2 separate regions of the Anas platyrhynchos genome follow, and region 2 is linked to region 1. A link is a contact called in public Hi-C data. All regions are on one chromosome and are shown on one strand. Each heading gives the region's core, a stretch centred on a gene start, on an enhancer-like site or on the middle of the called end of the contact. The rest is flanking DNA. Distances are from core to core; before and after follow the strand shown. Region 1 has its middle 13 kb from the start of DISC1. Region 2 has its middle 11 kb from the start of TSNAX.

Region 1 (6,859 bases), core at 263-2,762:
AGACAAGGCTTTGGGGTGGGGGAAAGTTGCTACAAGGTGCTGACAGCAAGTCTGCTGCTCTTCTGCAGGTGCAAACTCCTAATACATCTGTGTTACCATCAGTCTGTGTCAGGAGAGCAGAGACTTTGTGAGTTCCTTCAACACCTTTAGAGGCTGAAGCACCTTCTGGAGGGAGGTTCCTGTCCATCCCCAAGGACCATAGATGGAGCCAAGGAAGATAATGTTCCTCAGCCAAGAACCTCTGGGTTGTGCAAATGGCCATGCAAACGGAGCTGCTGTGGTTGAGCCCTTGGGAAATTGTCTGCAAGGGAAAATGTGGTGAGTGGTTGGGCAGTAAGAGGGAAAAGTGAGAGAAACAGGGAAGTCAAAAGAGGAAAAAGGGGAGAAATGGAACAAAACGAAGATGAGTGGTAAGAGCAAAAGCAGCTGCAGAACGGAAACAGCTGTGAGAGAAAGTGTCTGAGAGAGGAGGTCAAGCAAGGGCAAGTCAAAAGCAGGAAAAAAAAAAAAAAAGGCAGAAACAAGTAAGAAACCTGGGCCTCACCCCAAAACTCTCTCAGAGGAACAGTGGCTGCCCATGGCCACTGTAGTCCCCGGCTCATCCATCCTGGGGCTGGAGGGAGCTCTCTGTGAAGGATGCAGCAGCTCACCCCATTCAGGCAACTCCTGCTGTTCTCATTCCCAGCACGAATTTAGCCCTTGGGAGCCAGTGAAATAACCTCTCCACCATTACAGCATCTTTTGATGGACACAGGGCAAGGTTTCTGATGTGTGGTACCAGCGGTACACCATGGTTTTATGGTTTTGTTCTCTTTAAGATATGAAAAATGTTGGCAAATTATTGAGGGCGTTTTCCTTGCTCTGCTGCCAAAATTATCACAGCGTGACCAAGGCAAGGTAAGCACAGGGAAGCCTCCAAACACACTCTGTGGGTGCAGGGAATCTTTGGAAAACACTTTTACTTCAATTGCTGAAGCGTCCTTCGTATCTACGAGGTAGTTGGAAAGTTACACGAGTGTGTATGTTACGGGAAGTGATTAAAAATCACTTACTACTTCATAACAGTAAATATGCTGTTAACTGACAAAGCTGAATATGGTTAGCAGAAAGGAGTGTGGGAGACATTAGCCGGCATAATCACTTTAATAGAGCCTATTACCTTTAATGGGGCTTTTGCGAGTACGCGCACGCATGCAGACACACAGACAAAGAAGATACACGGGTGGAAATAAAAGTCTACCAGAGCCAAGCCACAGCCTAACTGTTACAGACCATTGACAACAGTGGTGTGCGTGCAAGCCTAGTTGTAAAGTCCTGTAAACACAGTGAAATGCACTTTCTCTCTAACACTTTCTGACCACTGATGCCACGAGGAAGCACTGCCTGAAGGGTGAGGCAGCACATGTGCGATGCAAACAGCCGCCCTGCGAGCGCGTGGCGCTGCAGTGTAACATGCCACAGAATCAGAGGAAATTCTCACAATTGCCTATTTCCCTGCGCTGCGTTAAGCGATTGGGTGAGCGCAAACCACAGCTGAATTGCAAGAGTGAGTCATGGAGTTCAAAACAAGAGCATCCACTAATTGTTCCGTGGAAGAGGCTCAGAGAAGTATAAAGAAGGATTTTGTGGGGTATTCTTTTGCTCACTGTGAGCTTTGTATCCCCTTGCTGGCTGTTCTGATCTGGGAGTTTATGATTCATAGCACAGGGAGGCACATGGGAGGGTGGTGAGGCACTGGCACAGGCTGCCCAGAGGAGCTGTGGATGCCCCATCCCTGGAGGTGCTCAAGGCCAGGCTGGATGGGGCTTTGGGCAACCTGGTCTGGTGGGAGGTGTCAATGCCCACGGCAGGGGGCTGGAACCAGGTGATCTGTAAGGTCCCTTCCCACCCAAACCATTCTGTGATCCCATTATTCACTGTTCTAGGGTACAGCATCCCTCATGGACAGGGTTTTGTGGTGTCAGCCTAGAACAACTTTGAAGCAGTCTGGAAGGAGCTCGGATACCACCTGATGGCAAACCAGGAGGACAAATAGGCTTACTCCTCACGCAGATTCCTGGCCTGCAATTGGTGTCCTGTAGGCAGCCTTCAACTTTCCTCTGAAGCATGGAGTCTCCCCTTGTTCTTACCACTGGCTTTCTGCTTGAGGTTTCATAATATTCTCTGCCTAAAACAGGAAAGGATCAGAGCTGACCTGCTGCACTGGGATTTTCTGAGCAAAGGCTTATTTAGTATCTCAGTAGGCTTCCCTGCAAATCAAGGAGAGCCAAGGTGCAGTTATCATTGGACTGGAGTCCCGTGCTGTTCACATTTCAGTCCCAACCTGGAGTCAAAAACATCAACAAAGAAAGCAGATGAATCACTAATGCCAAATGGGATTTGCACGTTGGTACAGAAAAGACCTGTGAAGGCAGATTCACTTGGCAGAAGCTCAGGCAGCTGGTTCAGAGGCAGATAGGAGGCACTTTATGCAGAGACAGGGTTTTCTTCCCATTGAGATAGTACGGGGCACAAAAGGTTTAATGACCAAGGACTAACCTCACCCTAGCTCCTTCTTGAATGAAGAAAAGAGTGGCTGCTCCTGAACTTGTTCTCCTCACAGGTCTCATCTGGGAAAAAGGTTCTCTGGTGTTGGCAGGAGGTGACCTCAGTTACACTTTTTTTCAAACCATCGGAATTGTTATAAAAAATGAAAACTTTTTTTTTTTTCCATTTCCAGAAATGTGAAAAAATTAGCAGGCTGGGAAGGTGAACGAAAATCAGAGAACCTTGTCTAAAAAACGGAAATTTCCCATGTTTTGCATTTGGATTCAGTCCAAAATCCATTTACATTAAGAGTACTTGTCAAATTCTTGTCAGAAAGGTAAGAGTTAGTAAAGAGATTTGCCAGGAGCCCAACTTGCTGGAAAATTTTCCTGTTTGGGGACAATTTACCAGAATAGTAACACTTACGGTCTTAGATTTAAAACAACAGCTTGGTCTCAGCTGTCTAAAAAAGCCTTGTTGTATTACTGCCAAGTCATTAGCTTACAAAGCTCCAGGCCCTGTCTACACACCAGCCTGCCACCAGTTTAACTGAAATCACTATTTAATCCATTTAGAGCAATCAGTGCAACCCTTTTTTGGTAACCAAATTAACCTAAATCAATACAAGCCTGTTGCAAACAGAGACAAACAATTTAAGGACATTGACATCAAAATCTGCGTTGACTCAAGCGGTGCAAGTTTTGTGGGGAGAGGAAATCTCGGGTAAAGCCTGGGAGATGCTGGGATGGTCCCACTCGTGCTATAGAGCTGTGCCTAAATCACTTTGTGTTGGGGTGTCCTGGGCACAGTCCTGGTTGCTATCACTGTGTTTCCCTTTTAATTCCTAACATTTGGCTGTCTTTTTTCCTTGCTGACAAGCACTGAGTTGATATTTCCATGAAAGCAATCCCAGCATGTTGGTGTTGAAAGGGGGACACCAAGGCTATTTTTCCCTGCGAGTACCATGTCACATCTACCTACGCTCAGCCTGGTTCCTCTCCTGCCTGCAGCCTCGTAATCCACTTCTCCATTTTTTCAGTCATCTGTTGTCTTTACTATGGTGGGTAGTTAACAAACTGCCATTAACAAACTCACCCACCTCACCGCTCACCTCCTGTCCCACACCTTTATGGACAGGCTCAGTGTGAGCGCACCTAGCAGGGGGAAGTGCTCAGGAAATAATCCCAAATCACAAATATGTCCCTGTGCCCCAGCTCTTCTGTTTCCAGGTGCTGCATCAGCAAACCCTGGTGGTCACACTCTACAGCAAAACGCAATTCCCAAAAGCAGAGGAGGCGAGCATCAGCAATGAGGCAGGGCCTCCCACGAGCCAGGCACAGTCTGCTGAGGTGCAGACACCTCTCATAGCTGCCTGTCTTGGGGTTTTCCTCATGCCCAGTGGCAGCATCAGGTTCAGAGCAGAGATCCTGATGACTTCGGGGAGAGCTTTGAGCTGAGGCAGAGCTACGGGATGTAGCTGCTGAGTTTCCTACCAGAGCCAAGGATTTCAAAATGTTTTTACAGAGGACACCAGCTGGAATTTCACTTGACTTTATCCAAAAGACTCAGAGGACTCCAGCTCTCTCCTTCCTTTACACATGGTGTGAGTTTTCATCCTATAAATTCAGAGGCTCATACAAGATCTCAGCCTTTGTTAAGCTGTGGTGGAAAAAGACGGAAATCCCTCTGAAACCTGTGATCTTCCAAAGGCAAAGGAACTGCTCTAAAACAAACTAGCATCTCCTTCCTCCTGTGGCTGTAATCCAGAAAGCAGTTTACATGAATGGGGTATCTGGCCCCCAGCTAAGCTTAGCCAAAGATGCTCAGATATGACTGTGACAATATAACATAAAACAGGGACAATTTGGCATTGCAGAGAGTGCCTGGACAGCAATAGCTGGCTGCAGCCACGTGCCCAGGTGCATCAGTCTTGCCCAGTGCAAATAACGACTTGGGTTGTGTTATCCTGTTTCAAAGCCCACTGTGGTGTCTCATGATGTCCCCCACTATGGTGTGTGCCGGGTCTCTCCTGGTGGCCAGGGACATCCCTGAGGAGCACAGGGCAAGATATAGCTGCTGGGCCATGCCAGGACGTTGAGGAGCTCCCACTCACCTGTACCATCAGCAGGCAGAGACCCAGGGCTGGAGCAACCAGCCCCAGCCCCGTTCATCCACAGGGTGCAGCACAGCTCCTGCTTCCATGCTACAGACACCGAGTCTCGTGGTTGTGAAGCCACTTGTGTTACCCAAGGGGTTTCTGTGGCAAACACGGTCACCGTAGGCAAGTAAACAGCTGCATTCACACATGCAGAAGCGTTTGATTTTGTACCAGAAGTTCAGCAGCTAAAAGAGACTTGCATTTTGTTATATGGGTAGCGTGATTATAATACATATTAAGGAATTAGGACTCGAGTTTATGAATCCTTATTAGCACCGGTACTCCTTAATGTACTACTTCAAATAAAAGTATTGTATAATTCACAAGTCTGCAAGTACCTGTCTAGTCAAACTTTCTCATGGATTTCCATTAATACCATACACACATGCTGGGATACAAAATAATTTTGGGAATACCAGAGAACAGCATGTTTTCCACATAGCAGAAGGAGCTGAATATAATTTATCACGATCAGAGACCTACCTGAGCCTAAAAATGAATCTTGCACTGCACCACTAATTGTGTTTATAAGAACTTAAAGAGAAAACAAAAAATAATTTGTAATTAAAAAAAAAAAAACCTTTCAGTTATTTCTAGTGCTAGACACTAGGTGGCAGAGCAAATATATGTTCTCTAATAATTCACAAACACATCCTTCCAGTAACAAGGCAGGACCAGATAAACTAAATTAAGTATATATTTAAAATAATCTGAAATCTTGCAGCTGGTCTACTTTTCCTGACCAGTTCCTGTAGAGCACAGGCCCTGCTAAGACTGGGTTTAAACCTTTTATGCTACTTACCATGAGCGTTACCTTCAATTTAGTGATTTAGTCACAAACTCATGTCTCTCTGCACAAAAGCCCACAGCTCCCCCTTTCCTATACAATCCATTTTTAAAGTAGGGCTCAGGAAAACTCTAACTCATAATTTAACAGATGACAGAAGTTTTATACACAGATGTGGACCTCAAATGTGCCCAAGTGGTTTAGGAACATCGGTGTAACTGCTGATCAGTAGGACGAGCTGCACAGGTAGATGTGATTAAGAAACGAGACTGTAAATTGTTCATTCATTGTTTCTTTGCTCCTGCAAAGCCATGTTTCTTCCAGAGGAAGAGCATACCTGTCTAAGTAGCTAAGAAACTAAGAGTCACTGTGGGTAAATGCTGAGGTGAAAATGCTGGAAAAAAAGGTCTGGAAGAACGAAGCGGGGATGCTTTGCACCACGAGATGTCAGCAGGCACCCAAGGCCCAGAGCCCGGCCCCAGCCATGGCTTTGCCCTTGTGCTGCAGGGAGCAGGAGGCAAGGTGCCGGGCTGGGGGCCTGGAGGTGCAGGGGCAACTTGATAAGCAAGGGAACTGCTAGGAAAAGAGGTTCCACCAAGAAAATAACGCACGAGAGGAGTTTGTTAAAGCTGGTTGGAAGTTCAGCCTGAGTGCTTGTGACGCAGCTGTCTGCCTGCGGGATGCTGTGCGTGCTTTGCACATGCCAGAACCGCACGTAAGCAACCTTTGCATTTCAGTCCCATAAAAGGGGACTGAAAAAAGAGCTGCTCCTTGTGCTGGCTGGTTCCAGAGTGCAGCACGAGCTCGGATTAGCAGCGGTGAGAGATGGGATGGAAGCTGAAAGAGATGAACCTAATTCCAGGCTCCCAACCAGTTTGCTGTATGGCCTTACACTGCCTCATCTTACTCATTTGTCCTCACAGTTTTGGCATCTCCTGTCTGTCATCTTCCCCTTTAGGCGTGAGGTATGCAAAGCAAGACCACCAGCTTTGAGGAGAGAACCCCCCACACCCCTCAACACTTCTAAATCTGTCAGTGCTTAACAGCATTCCTGTGACACTGAAACACCAAGGGCTGTCTACGCATCTGGTCCTGTCCCCAGGCATGCAGAACTTCATTTCAACAAAACCTAGGCTATTTCCAGATCCACTTATGCATGGTCAGTTTTGTCAGCTATTTTTTCCTAAAGCCATGACAGGAGAGGACCTTGAGAAAAACTAAATGGAAGTGGTAGGACCCTTCTGGAGCAGGATCTGATGATGGGCTCAGGAGGTCACCCGGCATGATGTGGCAGCGGAGGAGCAGAGCCTACACAACAACAGCCCCTTTCTTTGGGAGGAGTAAACATCTGAATGAAAACAACAGTAGGATAAACGTGGATGAACCCA
Region 2 (6,386 bases), core at 476-2,975, 42 kb after region 1:
AGCCTGCTCTTCTGCTGCGGTACAGAGGGAGGGAGGTGCCTGCAGAAAGCAACTTATCCCTCTTATTTAGACACCTGACATGAGGCGGGAGTAAGTCCATGCCCTTCTGCTTCTCAGGCACCGCATTTCACAAGCAGAAGCACTGCACGTTCCCCTCCTGCCTGTCGCTCTCAGCCATTACGTGCTAGGTAGGATGTTAGATAATGTACGTCCTCCCACGTGCTGGCAGCGCTCCTTCCCCAACTGGCATAAACAATGGCTTTCATCTCGCTGCACGAGATATTCAGCAGCGCTTCGGGTAAAGGATGCACGTTTTCATATCTGGCTGTGATCAATAAACAGTTCCTAGCTATTAGAGCATCTGCCTGCAACATCTAGGGGTTGAATTGTGTTGTGTAATGGCTGTTGAAATGGCTATCTTTTGTAATCAACAGCCTAAGAGTCTTTCTCAGGAAGATTTGCATTACCTGATCGGCAGCAACGTTAGTCCAAGCCAACTTGATGAAAGGGACAGTTAATCCCAAAGAGCCAAGCAATAGGAACGTGTCCTCTCTGTGGGGCATCATTCAGCTGCACGCACACAGCTGGGCAGAGCTGGTACAGCTGAAGCTGGTAGTTAGCCAGAGGGTTTTGGGTTTTCTTTTCTTTTGTTTTTACTAAGAAAAACATTCACAGTTGTTCCACCGGAAAAGAACAAGTAATCTGCCCACATGGAATAAATGCAGTTGTCCTTGTTTCCTCTGTGCTTACTTTCACCTTCTGCTAATGTGATTTGGGTGACAAGATTTTTCCAAACGCCAAATTAAACTAAACGGCAGTTTGGTGCAACAGATAAAGAAGGAAAATGAGTATCTGGCAGGCTTTTGACAAATGACTAATGCGTGCATAGGGCAGATTCCGAAACACATAACCCTTGCAGTGTTGTAGAAAAGCAGGCGAAGGAGCTTAACCCATGCACACAGGTCGAGTCCTGCAGCAGCGGGGGCTCTGCGCTTCACTTCCTCCTCTGGCTGACTTTTGGCACTCCAAGGAGAAAAGGTCAGGGCTGGGGCTGGCTCACGCCACTCATGGGAAAACACAAATGGCTGAGGGGAAGCAGGGAGCTGGAAGAAGACCTTGGCACATCAGGGATGCTGTCCCACCACCATCAGAGGAGGGGTGGGAGCAGGGACAGCAGCTGGTACCCTCCCATCTCAGCCTCTCTCTTGCAGCACTGCTACCCAGCCTGCTTCCCAAGCCCTGGTGAAGCTACAATCTGTAGCAAAGCCATCATCGTTTTTCAGCTGCTTCCTTCACCGACGGTGAGAGCCAAACTTGACTCGTGGTAACACTCCCCATGCCTTGGCACCTCGGTGCCCAGAAGAAGCTCCATTCTTTCTCATGAAACGAAGACGGCGTTTTCATTTTTCCACCAGGCTTAGCAAACCCACAGCACAGCAGAGCAGACCCACAGCAGAGCAGACCACCCACAGCTAAGATACGACCCACAAAGGGGGCATTGGTGGGGCTGAGCACAGAGCCGGGCACCCACCGTGCAACCAGCCTGTCCACTGGCAGGTCACCTTGCACACCCCTCGCGAGGCCACCTGAGCACTTGTGGAAACCAAAGCACGGGGCTGGGAACTTGTGTAGCTGAGAGGGATTAGAGCTGCTGTGCCCTACGTGCTGTAAGTTTCCACTGCTTACGTGCTCGGAGGGAGCGAGTTCCTCCTGCCGAGCATGTGACTGTCTAAGTCCTGAGCTGCTCAGTGCCTAGCCCACACCTCAGCCCCATTTGGATCCACACACACTGCGCAATACCTTCACAGATATATTTATCAGGCTAAAAAAAGTTCCGTTTAGCTGTTTTATTGGCTGGAAGGCCCAGCTGCACTATCTCGGAGGAGAAAAGAGGCCACCTGGAGCTGCAAAATAATACTGAGGGTAGCGCGCTCGTGGGAGGCTGGGTACTGGGTAGAGTGGCAGAATTCCTACAGTTCATAAATGACTCATTTTCATCCTGCAACCCCTCCCCCAGCTGTGCAAGAAAGAAAAAAAAAAAAAGTTCTACCTTTTACATATTTCCCAGAATACGCGATTTTACTCGACGCGCATTTTACACTCCTGTTTTGAAAGGGATTCCAGCCTAGTGGGACAAACTCATTCTTGGAATAACTTTCAATGAAATCAGGAGTTACAACTGCACTGGCTTTGGCACAACAAGTCCTCAGGATATCGGTGGCTGCTGCAGTCATGTTTTTGTAGGCAGTCTGGATCTACTAGTTTTCCTAGTATAATAATTGCAGTAAGAACTGCGATGTTTTGTAACCAAACTAGTTTATACTGGCAAAAGCCCGGCTTGGGATGATAGAGGTGACTTACGTTGTTAAATTTCTTTCAGTTCTTATTTGGGAGTTGCTGTTCTATTATAAAATGTCCTTACGCTGGCTGCACGATAGGTGGGGATGACCACTTCTGCGTTGTCACAACCGTACCATTTTCTACCACAAGCAAGATAAAACATCTGAACGATTGCTATATTTTGTACAACACATGTTTTGGGGAAAAAAATAAACAACTATCTTAAAAAAAAACAGAATAGATTGACACCCTAGGTTAGCCTGCAAGGCAAATTCTGCGTGATGTCAATAAAACATTAGGCACAAAAAGTCCCAGATATTTTTTCACTATTTCTACCAGGCTTGGAATCTTTATTTCATAAGCTCCGTGTGCAGCCAGCTGCATGAAGCCAGAGCCCATGTATTTTTATTTTAATTTCTGAGATCTGAGCTAATCTTGTTAACAGCATGCAGAGAAATTGCGTGATGTTCTGTCGGTGATGCTGCTTGGTATCACACCCGTTTAGCACTGCATCACCACTGCAGTATTTATTGTTATAGCACTGTCACTGTTGGCGCTGCCTGGCCAGCCCAAGGGGCAATGCCAATGCCAGTTTGGCTGTGGACAGCCTAAAGAAGTTTTGGAAAGAGGATGCTCACTGTGAGCACCTCAGTGTGCCAGAGAGCATGGAGTTGCAGGGATAAAAGCAAAGAAGGCACAGGGGTTCGTGTCAATGCCTCCTTGAAGGTGAGACTTCACCTTGCGTTGTGCCAGTGAGAGAATGGAGCTGGGCTCTGAAGGCTTGGGGAAGCAGAGGCAAGCAGTTGTGTTTGATGGTTTAAGATTAGGGGAAACCCAATCTGTGCTTGCTGAGAGCAGTATTTCTATACGTACAGCATGTACCTTATAAGAAATACAGATCGGTGCTGTACTGTTGCTTAAAATAAGCCCCAAGATAAGTCGCACAGCATCACAGCAGATACAGGAGTGCTGCAGGAGGAGGAGGGGTCTCTGCAGGCACCGGGCAGGTGCTGTCAGGGAAGAAGGGCTCGGAGCTACCTGAACGTGCAGATTGCTTTGAGTAGCCAGTGATGGATTACAGCAGTGAGAATCAGGTCATTTGGCCCCGAGCCTCCCCCGGCCGACCTGCTTCCTGAGGCGACTTGCAGCTCGCAGCAATTAGGCCGCAGGCTGGAGGAGTTTAATGAGGGCTGGCAGGCTCTTCTGGCACCCTGCGGCCGCCTTTCTCCTGGGAGTGGTGTGCGCATCCTCCACGGGACAGCCACAGGACATGGGACAGGGGAAGGTGGTGCTGGTGACAAACAGCCCCTGTCAGCAATTCAGTGGCCAGCAGCTCCTTCACATCATCCCCAAGGGCCATGCTCCTTCCTGCAGCAACCTGCAGGGCAGCCAAACCACCCCACCTGCTCTGGGCGTGCAAAAATCAACCTGCTTGCACACGTTCATCACAGCGTGCATGGGGTGGGAGCTTCTGCTGAGATCAGGGTGTCGGGGGAAGGAGCAGCCCTGGGAGAAAATGTCAAGGAAGAGGCACGTGTGTGCCTCTCAAGGATGCTGCAGCAACCAAGGTATGAGACGAGGAGAGCATAACACAGGTTGGCTTGTGGAGCTAGCCAGGAAAAAAAGACCGTGTCTTGTAGATGCTGTCCGAAAATAGTCTGCCAGACTAAAAATAGCATGGATGTCAAGGCTTAAAAAGGGATCAGGGCGCAGGCCTCTGAAGAATGAGAAAGTCATGAGTTAGAGAAAATCAGCCTGAACTTCGCAGCTCATAAAAGAGAAGTGAGTGAATTACACTGAATCCTACTGCCTCATCACAATCTCCAGGAACCTGAGCCAAAACAAGCACAGCTTTATTTACTGTTTGTTTTTTTTTTCATTTTTCCTGGGATGTGCGAACTGAAGGCTCTGTATGCCAGACCTTCTCATGTACAAACTGTGCTTCCTGCTCACACAGGCCTCTTCTGCCAGCACGTCGAGCACCTGCTTTCACGGCTACCTCAAAAAACCACCCGTAGGACTGAAAAGGGGAGAAGTGAGCAGCCAGCTGTGCCCGGAGGAGCAGGCTGTGTGTGGATCCCACTGCTTTCTGCAGGTCACACACCCGCCTCAGGTTCATGGGGCTTTGCAAAGCGTTTCGTGTGCCACTTTCTCCTGTCAGTGGGTTTGGATGCCCAGCAAGTGAGGTGAGCAGCAAGAAAACGGCTGGTGCCATCCTCTTGAATGAGATGTGAGCAGCTGGTGGCATGGCTTGGTACCACCAGAAGTGTGGCTAGCTGCTGGGGGACATTCGGGACCCCAGTTGTAGACTCAGGACCCGTAGTTCAGCATAAATCCTGCTCAGGTGCTCTAATCTTTCATCTGATTTAACCCTGCATCCCTGCTCAGGGGTATTAAGGGTTTAATTTGTCATTTGCAACGGGACCCAGAGAGGTGAAGAGCTTAAGGTGAAAGGACAAGGTAAGCAGAGGAGCTGCAACAGAGGCTGCTCCTTGTCCCTTCTGGTGGACGGCACAGCCCTGTATTGGTGCTGAGCATCAATACAAGCACAGGACATGAGCTGGCTCAGCATGGAGGATGCAGTGCTTGGCCCTTGGAGATGCCTCAGAGACACAGGGCAGCTGCAGGAGGAGCAGGCAGGCTGCTGGGGCAGCTGCAGCACCTCCTGGGGCTGTGGGCAATGCCACACCGCCCGCTGCACAATGCCAGGGTCATGGTCCCTCCTTGCTGGAACAAAATTTGGCAGGGCAGGGTGCAGGTGGTCCTGGCGATGCACAGCGTGCACTCTTCTGCCTCAGCAAGGGCTAGGGAGTGGTGGTGCTGAGCGACCTCCTTGCACCCGCCACTTTCATGCACGTGGTTTCTAGCAGCTAGGAAGGAAGGAGTTGTTTCGATGCTGCTTTAAATGCTGGGATGTTGACTGCCGGGCGTTGGCAATGGAAAGGAGAAATCCTCTCCTCACTCACGTAGTAGTGTCCTGCGGTACGGACTGGTTTGGGTTTGAGTTAATGAGAGCAAACATCTGAATTGGTAGGTTCTCGCCTCTTCCTTCCTTCTCGAGCACTCTCAAACCAGGATGCCACACGCTCAAACCAAACCGCTTCCTTGCGAGCATCTGCGCTACAGCAGCTTATGAAATTCAGATGTGCAGAATCACTTTCTCCAGGTACCCTGGTGCACAGCAGCAAGGTACTCTGACGAGGGATCTGAGGGAATCCAGTGTTTGCTTCTTTGGACAGGCAAGAACCTTATTCTTAAATCCCGAATAAGATGATTATCAAGGGGGTGTTTGTGCCCATTCTTGTTTGGGGGGACTCTCCTTTCCCTTTGCTGCCATGACTCATTAAACTCGTTAAACCAGAGTATGCTAAGCAGGAGAAGATTTAATTACACAGCAGTTGCAGGACAGTGATGGAATTTCTGTTTGACAGGCAAGGACAGCTCGATCTCCGGAGCTGTTTAGGTGTCAGCGTAGCCAACTCCATCCGTAAGGCTGGGCAAGCTGTACCAGGCACTGAACCAGCAAGGAAGAAGGTGAAATACGTGCCAGGAACAGGCTCAGGACACCGGTGGTTTGCATAAACAGACCAAAAATGTGCCTGTCGTGGCTGCGTCTGGGTCACCGCGAGGAAACATTATCTGGTGAACCAACAGCCTCACGCTGCACGGTGACCTAGATAGGAAATACGATGCAGGGAGGGAGCCGGTGAGCCGGTGCGCTGCTGTAACACACGTATCAGGTTATTTGCTGTTGCTTTTATCTGGCCATAAGAGTTTAATAGTCAATAAACCACTTGGAAGCAAGTCCTGGCCGCTCCCTTCCTTCTCAGGCACTCTCCCGACGACAGAGTGTGCAGCCAGACAAACTTCTGAGCAGCGCGCTGCAGCGCTGAGCAAAGCAGTAACAAAATATTCTGACAACCACGCACGGTGCACATGGCAGCTACGTGTGCGCTGCTTAAAAAGTACAGCCTTAAGGTTGCTGTGAAGCTGCTCGGAGGGATTACACCAACCTGAGGGCGACTGCTCTTCTGTGCATGTAAGCA

The links. Hi-C and Micro-C count contacts between places; a contact is called where the count stands out from the background.
Region 2: a Hi-C map of liver shows a contact between it and region 1, with 1.6 times the contacts expected there. The contact joins two enhancer-like sites. A contact is called at or near these places in 2 of 8 Hi-C or Micro-C datasets (liver and skeletal muscle).

What each region holds. Positions count from the first base shown.
Region 1 is chr3:44,241,634-44,248,492 of IASCAAS_PekinDuck_T2T, forward strand. No RefSeq gene overlaps it. Among named protein-coding and RNA genes, the nearest start is that of DISC1, 13 kb to the left of the region's middle. Within about 2 kb of position 1,513, at least 2 of the 8 cell types and tissues checked have an H3K27ac peak or open chromatin away from gene starts, as enhancers often do.
Region 2 is chr3:44,282,941-44,289,326 of IASCAAS_PekinDuck_T2T, forward strand. No RefSeq gene overlaps it. Among named protein-coding and RNA genes, the nearest start is that of TSNAX, 11 kb to the left of the region's middle. Within about 2 kb of position 1,726, at least 2 of the 8 cell types and tissues checked have an H3K27ac peak or open chromatin away from gene starts, as enhancers often do.